Linked DNA regions of Dromaius novaehollandiae: region 2 is linked to region 1. Evidence: chromatin contacts called from public Hi-C data. All regions are on one chromosome and are shown on one strand. Each heading gives the region's core, a stretch centred on a gene start, on an enhancer-like site or on the middle of the called end of the contact. The rest is flanking DNA. Distances are from core to core; before and after follow the strand shown.

Region 1 (5,486 bases), core at 1,752-4,251:
CCACAGGGGTGAAGGCTGGGTCCCCAGAGCAGCTTGCGGGAAGTTAACAGAGTTGGGCCATTCTGTACTGCCAACAGGTAAATCACTTCCCAGGCACCTTTCCCATGTACAAAATAACACCCCAACCCCTGCTAAGCATCCACTAATGTTGCTTTTGACCAAACATTTGCTCATTTTAAATCTTGAAAACGGCAATTTTGGAAGAAAATGTTTTTTCGTGAAAGCTACTTTCTTCCTATCATGCCATTGCAAGCAAAGCTTGTCTGGGTTTGAAAGTGATTAAGACAGAGCACTATTTTCTTTGCCAACCCACTGACAGTGTGACATTTGCATGTAATCACATTTGCCGTGTTTCCTGGATGCTGGAGAGCGTCAGACACAACCTGGTCTAATTTTTTTGGTTTTTTTCAGCCACTGTGCATGCCACTTTTAATATTTAAGCTGTGCCAGCGCTGTAAAATAGGCAAAGGGAATAAAGCAACTTGCAGTGATTCACCTGGAATCCAAATGAGGATTTACAACATACTGAATTTAATAACTTCTTACTTATTAAAGTCTTCATAAGAGACTATGATAAAAAACACTACTTCTCTTTCACTGAATTTACCCAAATTAGTCTGTATGATCAAAACAGGCCTTACACTACTTGTTCTAAGAAAGCCAAATACCTCAGCGAATGCACACTGTGAAATGAGTGGGACTCCCTGGAGCTGTGGAAATAGAGCATTTAAGAGTGCTGTGATGTACCTACATTCCCATGTTGTAGCCTCCGTCCACGGTTCAGTGAGGATCATTCACAGCCCACGCGTGTATTAGCAGCAAGGCAGAGCTTTATTATTTCCCCCTAAGAGAGAGTCATCACCACCTGAAACACAGGGATTAAGATTTAGGAGTCTTCAGTCCAGTCTTTGCCATCATCTTCCCTGATGGTTCTGGCCAAATCTTTCACCCTCTCTGCAACACAGCTCGGTAGCGGTCAGCCCTCCTTTTGGCTCTTGCGTATGACATTTGCTGTATTAAAAACAGAAGTATGTTTGAGAGAGCTGCCCCATCCCAGATGAAAGCCCAGAGCACCCAGCCATGGTTATGCTTCTCCCCAGGAGCCCCCTAAGATCCTGGCAGTGAGTGCTCAGCTGTATTTCTGCATCTGCATCCCTGCTGGCAGAGGTGGTCATTTCATTTGGATGTTTTTCCCGTGTCCGGGCTTTAGCCAGTCGGTACTGGCAAACAGGGGCCCCCTTCTGACCGGACTTTGAAATAAACTGTCAAAATGTAAGCGCATTTTGCAGACAGCCTGAAGCTGCCAGTCTCCGTAACCTGCGTGTGGACGTGCCTCTTGGATCAACCTGTCTCTGAGTCTTCTAGCAGAAAACCTCACCTGGGCAGGTTTTGCAGTGCCTGGCCCTGATAAACCTGCATGGAGGTGCACCCCAAGGCAATGCAAAGCTGCAAAATCAAAGCGCCTGCTCAGATGCGGCAGCTTCAGGGAGTGGGCATGTGGGGCAGGGAGAGGTTCAGGTTTGCAATTTTGGATCTACAGGCCTAAAATCTGCCCTGATTCCCTCTTTGCTACTTATAACCCTGCTCAGAACTAACACACGATCTTTGAGACGTTGCTGAGATGCAGACTAGGAGGTTCAGCAGTACCTTCAGTGCAGGGAACGTCTTCCTCATTCTCACTCACAGGAGCAACAGTTTGGGGGCAATAGCAGGAATCATCGAAATACACGGAATTGTCCCATTACAAAATAACACTGTTCCTGGAGGCAGGGAGGAGCAGGCTGTAAGTGACTTTGTGAAATCCTCCTGCTCCTAAAAATCAGTCACCCCTCTGGGTGCAGAAGACATTCTCAAGATGCAGAAAGGCTGTAAAAGCTGCCAAGGCACCGTTCAGCTTCCGGCTGCTGGAGGTGCTGGCTGGAGGTAAAAGGGGGGGGGGGGGGGGTCAGCAAATCTGTGAAACTCCATCAGCCCTGGTAGCTGTAATGCTCATCGGGCCATTAAGGAATACCACCCCCAGGCTGCTCTATTTTAACCCAAAGGAGGTGTCAGCTTCAGAAATGGAGCGCCTGCAGCTGTGGTATGTTGTGCTCCCTGAGTCCCGTGAAGGCTTTGGGCTGAGAAGTGCTGTGGTTTCACCATGCGCTGCGCTGGCAGTCACACAGCCTCCCCGCGCTTGTCTGGGAGGTGAGTTTACTAACGTTGCCAACTTCCCGACATACTTTATTGAGCCTCGCTCAAACGCGTCCCTATGGAAGTACGTTTGTAGGGGCTAAATTAACACTAGCAAAATGGCAAATCAATACTTTTTTGCATTGTTCTCTCTATGGGCTTGATTCAATTAATTCTGCTCCAGCTTTATTAATTTAATTTCAAAACAGGTGCTGCGTAAACCTCCGTGAATGGAGAAGCTTCCCAGAAACTCCATGAAATGTCACATGGGAGAGGCTGTGGCTGTGCTCTGGCAGGGCTCTGCATGCAGCAGCCACAGAGGGAGGCTGGAAGCGGTAAATGTTCCCTGTGGGACAGAGGGGAAATCCAGGCAGGCAGCCAGCCGGATCCCAGAAAGCAAGGGGCGCTCAGGCCATGGGAAGGAGCGAGTCTCCCTCGGAGCTGGGGTGGGCCATAAGAGAAATCTCAGCTATGTCACTGCACCTGCCCCTACATGGTCTCATCTGCCTTGGCGTTTCATACACTTTAAACAAAAAAGTAGTAAAAAAGCAGTATTTGGATGACTGAGCCCAGCACTCGGATACTAGAAGGAGCTGGAGCTGCCACTATTTTTGCAAGGTGAATTTGCCTCCCCTTCTGCCCTCCCGTGGTGCTGCAGTCTCCCCTCGCAGGGATGTTGGCCACTTTGCAGGAGTGTGTGTGAACCCCGCTCTGCTCTCCCCCGCTTGGCTGTGTCGCCTGCACCCTCGCTGCGCACCGCAGCCAGGAAAGTCGCCGTTGCATGCAGCGGCTGAAGCAGCTGCGGCTGAGCCAGGGACACACGCTGTAGCCAGATGTTCACAGCTGCAGCTCTGCCTCTGTGCCTGTGCCGAGCCCAAACTGGGCAGTCCCTCTCTGCTGCCCAGTGGAGGAATTTGCAAGTCAGACAAATTGCGAATGCTACAATGTCCTCGCAAAAATACAAAGGGCTTTTTTTTGGGGGGGGGGGAGGAGGTTGATTTTTGTCTCTCCTCCCCTGAGTTCATTAAAATTCTCTTAAAGAAAAAAACCCCCAGTCATCGGCTTGTTAAAGCTCTAATCTTTCTCAAATGCCTGCATCAATTGAACAACAGTTGGATTCGGCACAGCTTGAAGCCTATTTCGGAGGGACAAAAATCTCTATAATCTTTTAAATACAGACATTGTCTGTTTCTTGAATATCTGCCATCCTTACATACATAAAAGCCTACTGCCTACAGCAACAGCAGAGGAGGTTGCTAAACACCGATAACTTTGAGGTCTTTCATTACCCTCCTGCTATTCCATGTGTTCATTTAGCTGGTTAACCAAATTAAAGCGGCTATGAACAGAGCCCCATGAGATGTCATAGCATGGCTGAGCAATGCAAATTCTCCAGCAAGAACGAGGGCTACCGGCATTAGGTCCTGCCTGTACCAGAGGAACATAGGGCACATTTCACAGACTTTGCTGGATTTTTCAATCCGATAAGGAAAGCTGCTAATAAATGTATTCAGGAAGGTGGGGGCAACTGTTAAATCCCTGTGCGCTGCAGCATTATACAGTGGTGCCATCCAATGCTTTGGACATATGGAAAAGAAAGGGGGAAAGAGATTCATAGGAATGAGCTGATGGTCTGGGCTCTCCAGAAACATCCCCCATGACCACAGCCAGAGCTGAAGATTCGCGATTCTCAGCCCCTCGCCCCCCTCTTACCCTCAGCCCAGCTGTCCAGGTGGATAACCACATTCCTCACTGCCATATGGCAAAGATGTATGCAGTACAGCTTTTAAGATACTTGGATATTGCAAGGATGGAGCAGAAGCAACAGTTTATCAGCCATTTTGCCTTGCGGTGCTTGGTTTAAGGCAGTAGTTTCATTCTGCTTTGAAATTGTCTCAGTGCTTTGAACAGAGAGCTCAGTTTCTGGATGTCTTATGTAGCCTGGGTTACCTAGTGATGTGATTTACTGTCCTCAAGGGGAAACTAAGAAACTCTCCGGATACCAGTACTGCTTCCAGAAGCAGAAATGAGGGGCTGGACAGGGTGTGCTGATGTAACCTATTTTCTCCAAACCCCACTAGAATCACTAGGGGGATGCATCTCCCAGAGCCTGTCCTGCCTTGGCAGACCTCCATGGACAATTTGCAGTTGCTCCTTGTGTATCCTGGTGTGTTAAGCCTGACTCAGCCTCCCTTTCCCTTGACATCAGTGGACTCCACTTCTTCCCTCTTTGGTTTCTCTATGGCCTTCTTTGTCAACATGGGTGTTTTGTCCGAGACATCCTTTCCCAGGAATGCAACGTGGAAGCCCAGTTCTGTAGGCCCTCCAGTGAATACTAGTCCTCCAAATTTTCGTGCATATTTAAATACAAGTTTTCGTAGGGTTCCAGGCCTTTGGGAAGATTGGATTTACAATTCGCTTTGAGACATGATAGCTTAAAAATGAATATAACCACATCCACTCATTTATTATTCACTTAACTGGCACAGAAGATGCATAGCTCCAAAAAAAAAAAAAAAAAAAAAAAAAAAAAAAAAAAAAAAAAAAAGGTGAACAAAAGCATGCATCCTTCTGGATACTTTCAAAACCTCAAAAACTTCAGGATACTTCCAAAACTTTCAAAAACATCAGGAAATGCCAGTACAGCACAAACAGCAAACACCATTCTTTCCAAACCCAAAGATTTAGGTCACTGGAGGAACAGCCATGCACACTAGCAAGGATGGTTTAGGGTTAAAAAAAATCTGTTAATTTTGGAAGGAGAAAAGATGCAGTTTGAAAAGAGCGTGTTGAATAAGTCTGCTTTCTATAGTTCATATGTTACACTAGACTCAGCCAGGACCTTGTCAGCCACAGCAGAGCAGTACCCCATGCAGCTCAGCAGAAAGTTACAGCTGCTTCAAGGGCTGGGTAAATGACAGCCAGATCCCTTATGTGATCTGAGTGATGGGATTCAGGTGGCCAAGCAACCGGGCAAGGGTTGCATACAGGCAGGGCTGCTGCTGCAAGGAGGGAATTGTGAGAATTGCAATGCTGTCAGTGCCACAGAGGATTTTTCAGCCTCCTGTGTCAGAGCAGTTTATCATCAGGGAAACAGAACCAAAAAGCTCTTACATAGTCAAAGATGAGGGCTGATGCCTGGCTACCCAGGCTGGGGACCTATGGCTTATTTTGCTTGGCTACACGCCTTCCTGTATCGGAGTGAAAGCAGCAGCCCTTCGCCGCACTGCAGCAGCTGCTGTGGCAGAGCAGCTCTGCTCTTGGGTGAGAGGCTCCCAAGCGATCTGTGCTGGCAATGAAAGCATTGGGGCGCC
Region 2 (5,486 bases), core at 1,607-4,106, 160 kb before region 1:
TCATTTGGAAAATAATTTAAATGTAGGAATTGCTTTTTAACATCATATATTCTAGAAGAAAAGTCAGACAAGATGCTGACAATCTGGCCAAACCAAATTTGTATTTCCTGGGCTAATGAGAGGCTGGAATACAGGCAGAAGACAACCCCAGATAACTTTGGTAGCAGATGCTATGTGGAGCCTAGAGCTGTGATTAATACAGCTCTGAGACACCTCCTGACTCTGTACTGTCAGAGTTGACATACATGTCTGTGAGGATATCAATTTTTTTGTAGTCCTTTGTAGGACTGCCTGGCTCATGCAGAACTGTTGGATGTGTATCATATGAGTGCTCTGCAAGAATGACTGCATTCACATGGTGCTTCCTCTGATCTAAGAGGCCCTGAAAACTGGACATACTTGGGAGATGGGCAGAGCCCCGATACAATACGCATGAACCTGTTCAGGGGAGTTGGAGTTACAAAGTTGTCCACTGAGGAGATGACAAAGAAAAGTAAACTTCAGATATCAGTAAGGGCAAAATTCACCAGAAAAACTGCGTCTGAGGAGACGATTTTATATACAACAGAGAAAGCACCATGTTGCTAGCAGCTGCATACTGCTGGGTGAGGCCACAGGCAGTGGGAGTGCAAGGGAGATGTGCTCATCTATGCACTTAAAACAGCAATACTGCTTATATAACTGTCCCAAGGTTATGCATGCTGTTATGCAAAGAAGTGGATGTGTCACTTGACAATTTTTGCATCTAGGCTGTGTTCTCAGTTCTGTTTGCTTGGTGAGCCCCCTCTTCTAAACCATAGGAGGTAATCTCTAATCTGTTAGCTTCCAGTGTCTTTATTAGCTGGCTCTAGTTTGATTTCAGACTACTAATATTCAGATTGTTAAGGTATGTTTCAGGAGGAAGACATTAAAAGGGAAGCTTATGTGAATCAATTGGATATAAAGAGACCCTATGAGAAAACACTACAGTTAGATGTTTTGTGGTGTTTATGTTTCTGCAAAGAAACCATTAAAATCGAGACATCTGTTACAATAGGAACTGTAAAAGTCATTTCCTGCCCAGAAGAGTCTTTTTTGCTGTGTTTATTTCCATGCCCTAAATGATCCCGTCAGGAGCACTGTCTTCCTGCAAAAGGCACAGGCCAGGCTGTGTGAACTTTTGCAAAGCCTGGTGCAACTGGCGCTGTTCTTGTGATCACCTGCAACTTGCTCTGCGCGCTGGGCTGTAATTCGTGAACAGTACATCTTTACAGTGGAAATGGCAGAGATGGTAAAAACAGACTCAAAAGATTCCACTTGCAATTTCTGCTTTCTATAAGCAGTTCAGTGATCTGGCAAAGTGGCCGCTGGGAGCAAAAGGGTTGACCTTTTTCCAGTCCTTTCACAAGTATATGTCTGGAGAAATTGGCCTGAAGTTGTTACCATTATACTAACTGCATTTTCAGGGTCACAGCTTTTAGTACTGATGCTGGCAAAGCATCTACTGACTTTTTTTTTTTCAAAAGCTCTATTTGTGGGATATAAAAATAGTTTCAAAACTGGGCTTGTAGCAGCCAAAATAATGTACATCCACGAAGCCATCAATGTTTAAGAAAGGAAAAGAAAATGTACTGCTTGAAAAGTGCAAGGTACTAACAGCTGCCAAGTTTAAAGAAACATTTACAGTGCAGAAATGTGAGCTGTTTTCTGTAGGCATTACAGAATTTTCCTGTTCACTGAAATTTGGGCCTCAGCCGGCACAGCTCCTTTGGATCTGGCCAAAAGACCTTGGAAAACCATGAGTTTGTGTCCCCTCCCCCCCCCCCCCCCGCCCCCTTCCTTCTCCATGCTAATTTTTCAGGCAAGCAGGTTTAAATCTACTTCAGTCTTGGAGATGCAAGCCCCGGTACGTGCACAAGCACTTCTCTTAATTTGATGTCTCCTTCTCCTGAGAATATATTCCATGTTCCTGCCATTGAAGATGTACTTTATTTTTATTTTTTAATTCTCTGGAGGGCTGTGCAGGAATTAGGGAATTCTTTTGTTCTTGGGGCTTGTGAAGAGTCAAGAGGCTAAATTTACAGGGGGAAATCTGGAGCGGATAAACAGACTGTCATTGTGCAGTCCACATAAAAGGTAAGGAGCTAGCCTGTATGTTTCCTGCATCTTTGATGTGAGTTATTGCATGGGTACATAGCACGTTTTCTATCTGATCTTGTTTGGCTGTGCTCTGGAGCTATCCTGTCTGCTCTTCCAGTAAGGAAAAGGAGGCACGGCAGCAGGGCTTGCTTATTTTTCACCTCTGTTGCTCCAAGCGGTGTGAGCATGACTCCTTCCAGCTCCTGCACCATGAGGTTGCATCTGACCTTAAGCCAAGCTATAAAGCTGTCTGGATGGAGCTGCTGTTCCTCATGGAAATGCTTTTATCCTGTTTGTATTCTCTGTACAAGAGTAAAACCTCCTGTCAGTTGGTGTCTTTTCTCTGGTGCATTTCATGAAATGTGAGATTCCTTTCCCTTGATCTTTACTACAGTTGTATGCTGAAGCATGGGCTTGTTGGGTGTCTTGTGTCCACTGCATGAAGTGTATGTGCTGTGATTGAAGTTTCGCAGATAGTTATTGAGAGATTACACATAAGCTTGACTTATGAGACTATAGCAAAAGATTAAGAATACAAATTGTCAGAATTTTTTTTAAGGTTTTGCTGGGAGACAGGGGAATTCTGGGTTTTGGGTTTGTTTGTTTGTTTTTCCATAATTTAAAAATTTGGTCTGTCAAACAGGCCTATTTTATCAGCTTTAAATGTTTTTAATAAGGCTTAAACCCTACCATTTGGTAGGGTTGCTGTTTCCAGTCTGTATCCCTAGATGTCACTGGAAGACAGCATATGCTGAGAATTTGTGATGTTAAAGCGAAGAAAAAAAGACTAAGATTTAGACTGGGGGAATGCAGAGGGGAAGATTTTTGGTTAAGTCCCAAGGTAGTTACAGGTATAACCTGTGTGCAGCTGTACCCTAAAAACCTGAGAGGAAGAGGATGAGAAATCTGTCCTTTGATATGCCCCTTCCCTAGGGTTACTGTGCAGTACCATCGATGCCCTTTAGCTCATGCATGTTTACTGCAGCGCCCCATGGAAGACGTGGGGAGAAGAGTTTGGCTGCACCACCTGAGAGGAGAGACAGATGTCTCCTGGTGGCACTGGCAGCTGCAGAGGGTCAAAGCAGGTGAAAATCCACAAAGGGTGAGGTGCTATGGGAAAGCAGCCCTGCCTTCATGCGCCTCTCCCATTTGTGTCAGCTCACACTGCCCCGTTGCTGACAGCGAGCACATCTGAGCAGTGACTTGGCAGGGGACGACTTGCTTTTGGGGGGAAGGAGTTGTTTTCTCTCAGTTTAGCTCTCCAAGTCTGCAGGCTTGGAGAAGTGCTGGTGTAGGGAATGGGGGTGACTGTGCTGGGGGCTGTGCATGAGATCTGGCCTTTACAGAAAAGAGTTTTAAGGACCCAGCACTGAAGAAGCAGTCAAACCCATGACAGATGGCAGTGGAAGTCTCTGCAGGGATCAGAAATTCGTATGGCTGCTAATCCTTTCCAGTGGCACTCTATGCTCTCCCTGTCGGGTACTGACAATCCCCAGGGGACCTTGTGCCTCACAGCTGTAAGAGGTCAAAGAAGCCCACTGGAGATGGAGCCCTTCAATGCTCACAATATTTTGGATTTCAGTGGGTATTTTGTCCGTGAAAGGAGTCTGAGACCAGTTTTTAACATCTAAAAGATCAAAACTGTAACTACTGTTATTAAAACTCTCAAGAGAAAAAAGAGCAAGTGTTGGAAACTGCTTCTAGAATTTTTGCTAAGAAAGGATGAAACTTGTCAATGCGTGTTTTTTTGTTGGTGGTGGGTTTTTTTTAGGAAACTTGTTCTTTCCTGCACTGAAGTTTTATAAAGAGTAATTTTTAATCCATCACTTGATTCAAATGTTAAAAGTATGTATGTAAATGTTAAAAGTTAAGTAGCTGTCTTTCTGTTGACTTTAGCAGGCTTCAGGCAAATAAAGAGAGTGTTGTAAAACTGAAACTCTCCCTCTTATAGTTGAACCTTTTTATTTATTTTAAGAGTAAAACAGCAGCAGTGCAATGACATGATAAAATTACAAGATTAGAAAGTACTTTGTGCCCATGAGATTGGAGTTTCTGAAACTCTGGAGCCAATTGCATCAAATGGGGTCACTTATATCAACTTGCATCAAACGAGCTTAATGCAGATCAGTGGGCACGTGATCACAATCAATGCCATATGGAAAATGGCACAGATGTGGAAGATGCGTCTCTGAAGAAATTTGTTGGTAATTTAAAACCCATTTTCCTAAAATAATGTATGTATATTTGTATTTTCTGGTCAATATAGGAATATTGACCTCTCATCTTGGGATTTGTAGATGCTCGTGGACTGTCTTAGCATGTGTTCAACCATCCGGATGTCAATGTCTGTTCTCAGGGCTGATGGTAGGATGCACTATTGTTTTCTAACTCACCTCTGTAGTTTTCCTTGTCACAGCTATCATTATCATATCTAGCTCATTTCTATAATTTTCTAGCTCATTGTTACCACTGCCATTGTTTAACCAAACCAAATGGATACAGCCCTAATGACATCAGTGAGAGACCTAATTTGGGAGTGTGGGGAGGAGGAAACCGCTCTGGGCTGATGCCAAGACCCTGCTTAGATTTTAGGGTCCATTACACACAGGAAGGGACTAGACTGTTCACTGCCTGCTGCTCGCTCAGAGACAAGTGGCCATGGCTTTTCCTGCCAATCTCAGAGTAGCTCAGTGTGAAGATCGTCCTCCTTCCTCCACAAGGTGTTGGTTAGCCTGCCTCTGCCTTATGACTGTGCCCATGGGGGCTTGCAAGGCAAAAAGTGAATATCACAACTGAGTCTATGCTCAGCTTTCGACTTGAGAAGCTCCACTGGAAGTTTTTGGGGTTTTTTTTTTTTGGGGGGGGGGGGATGGTGAAAAACAACAGAGACTTTCATGGTTTTGTTGATAGCTGAGAGTGAGCAAATGTTTGAAAACTGTCAGCTGCCTGTTGTGTTTGGTGGCTTATTTCATTCAATTAGTGATTTTGGTCCGATTTATACCGGGCAGATATCCATAGCTATAGGAAACACCACCAAAGCTGACAGATGACAGAGATGATTTAGGGCCCAATCTCATGCAGCTCACAAGACTGCAGGTTATGCTGTGCAGCAAAGGTGCACCAGCCTATTTTTGCTTCCAGGCCTGAAGGAGTTTGTTCTTTTATTTTCACATTCTTTTCCTCCTGTCTGCACCCTGCTCTAGCACCAAGAAATTGTGTGTGAGAGCAAAAACTAATTGCTTATGAGAAAAATACTTTATTTTTCTTTTCCTGGCAAAATGGTTGAGTAGCACTGTGAAACACAGAATTAAAATTCCTGCTTGTAAGTACTTGCAGTTGAAAATACTAGTCTGAAAGGCTTAAGTGCT

Evidence for each region. A called contact is a pair of places that touch in the nucleus more often than the background predicts.
Region 2: a Hi-C map of liver shows a contact between it and region 1, with 6 times the contacts expected there. The contact joins two enhancer-like sites. A contact is called at or near these places in 3 of 4 Hi-C or Micro-C datasets (brain, liver and ovary).

Annotation. Positions count from the first base shown.
Region 1 is chr2:50,349,561-50,355,046 of bDroNov1.hap1, reverse strand. No RefSeq gene overlaps it. Among named protein-coding and RNA genes, the nearest start is that of CCK, 11 kb to the left of the region's middle. Within about 2 kb of position 3,001, at least 2 of the 2 cell types and tissues checked have open chromatin away from gene starts, as enhancers often do.
Region 2 is chr2:50,505,646-50,511,131 of bDroNov1.hap1, reverse strand. No RefSeq gene overlaps it. Among named protein-coding and RNA genes, the nearest start is that of EIF1B, 12 kb to the left of the region's middle. Within about 2 kb of position 2,856, at least 1 of the 2 cell types and tissues checked has open chromatin away from gene starts, as enhancers often do.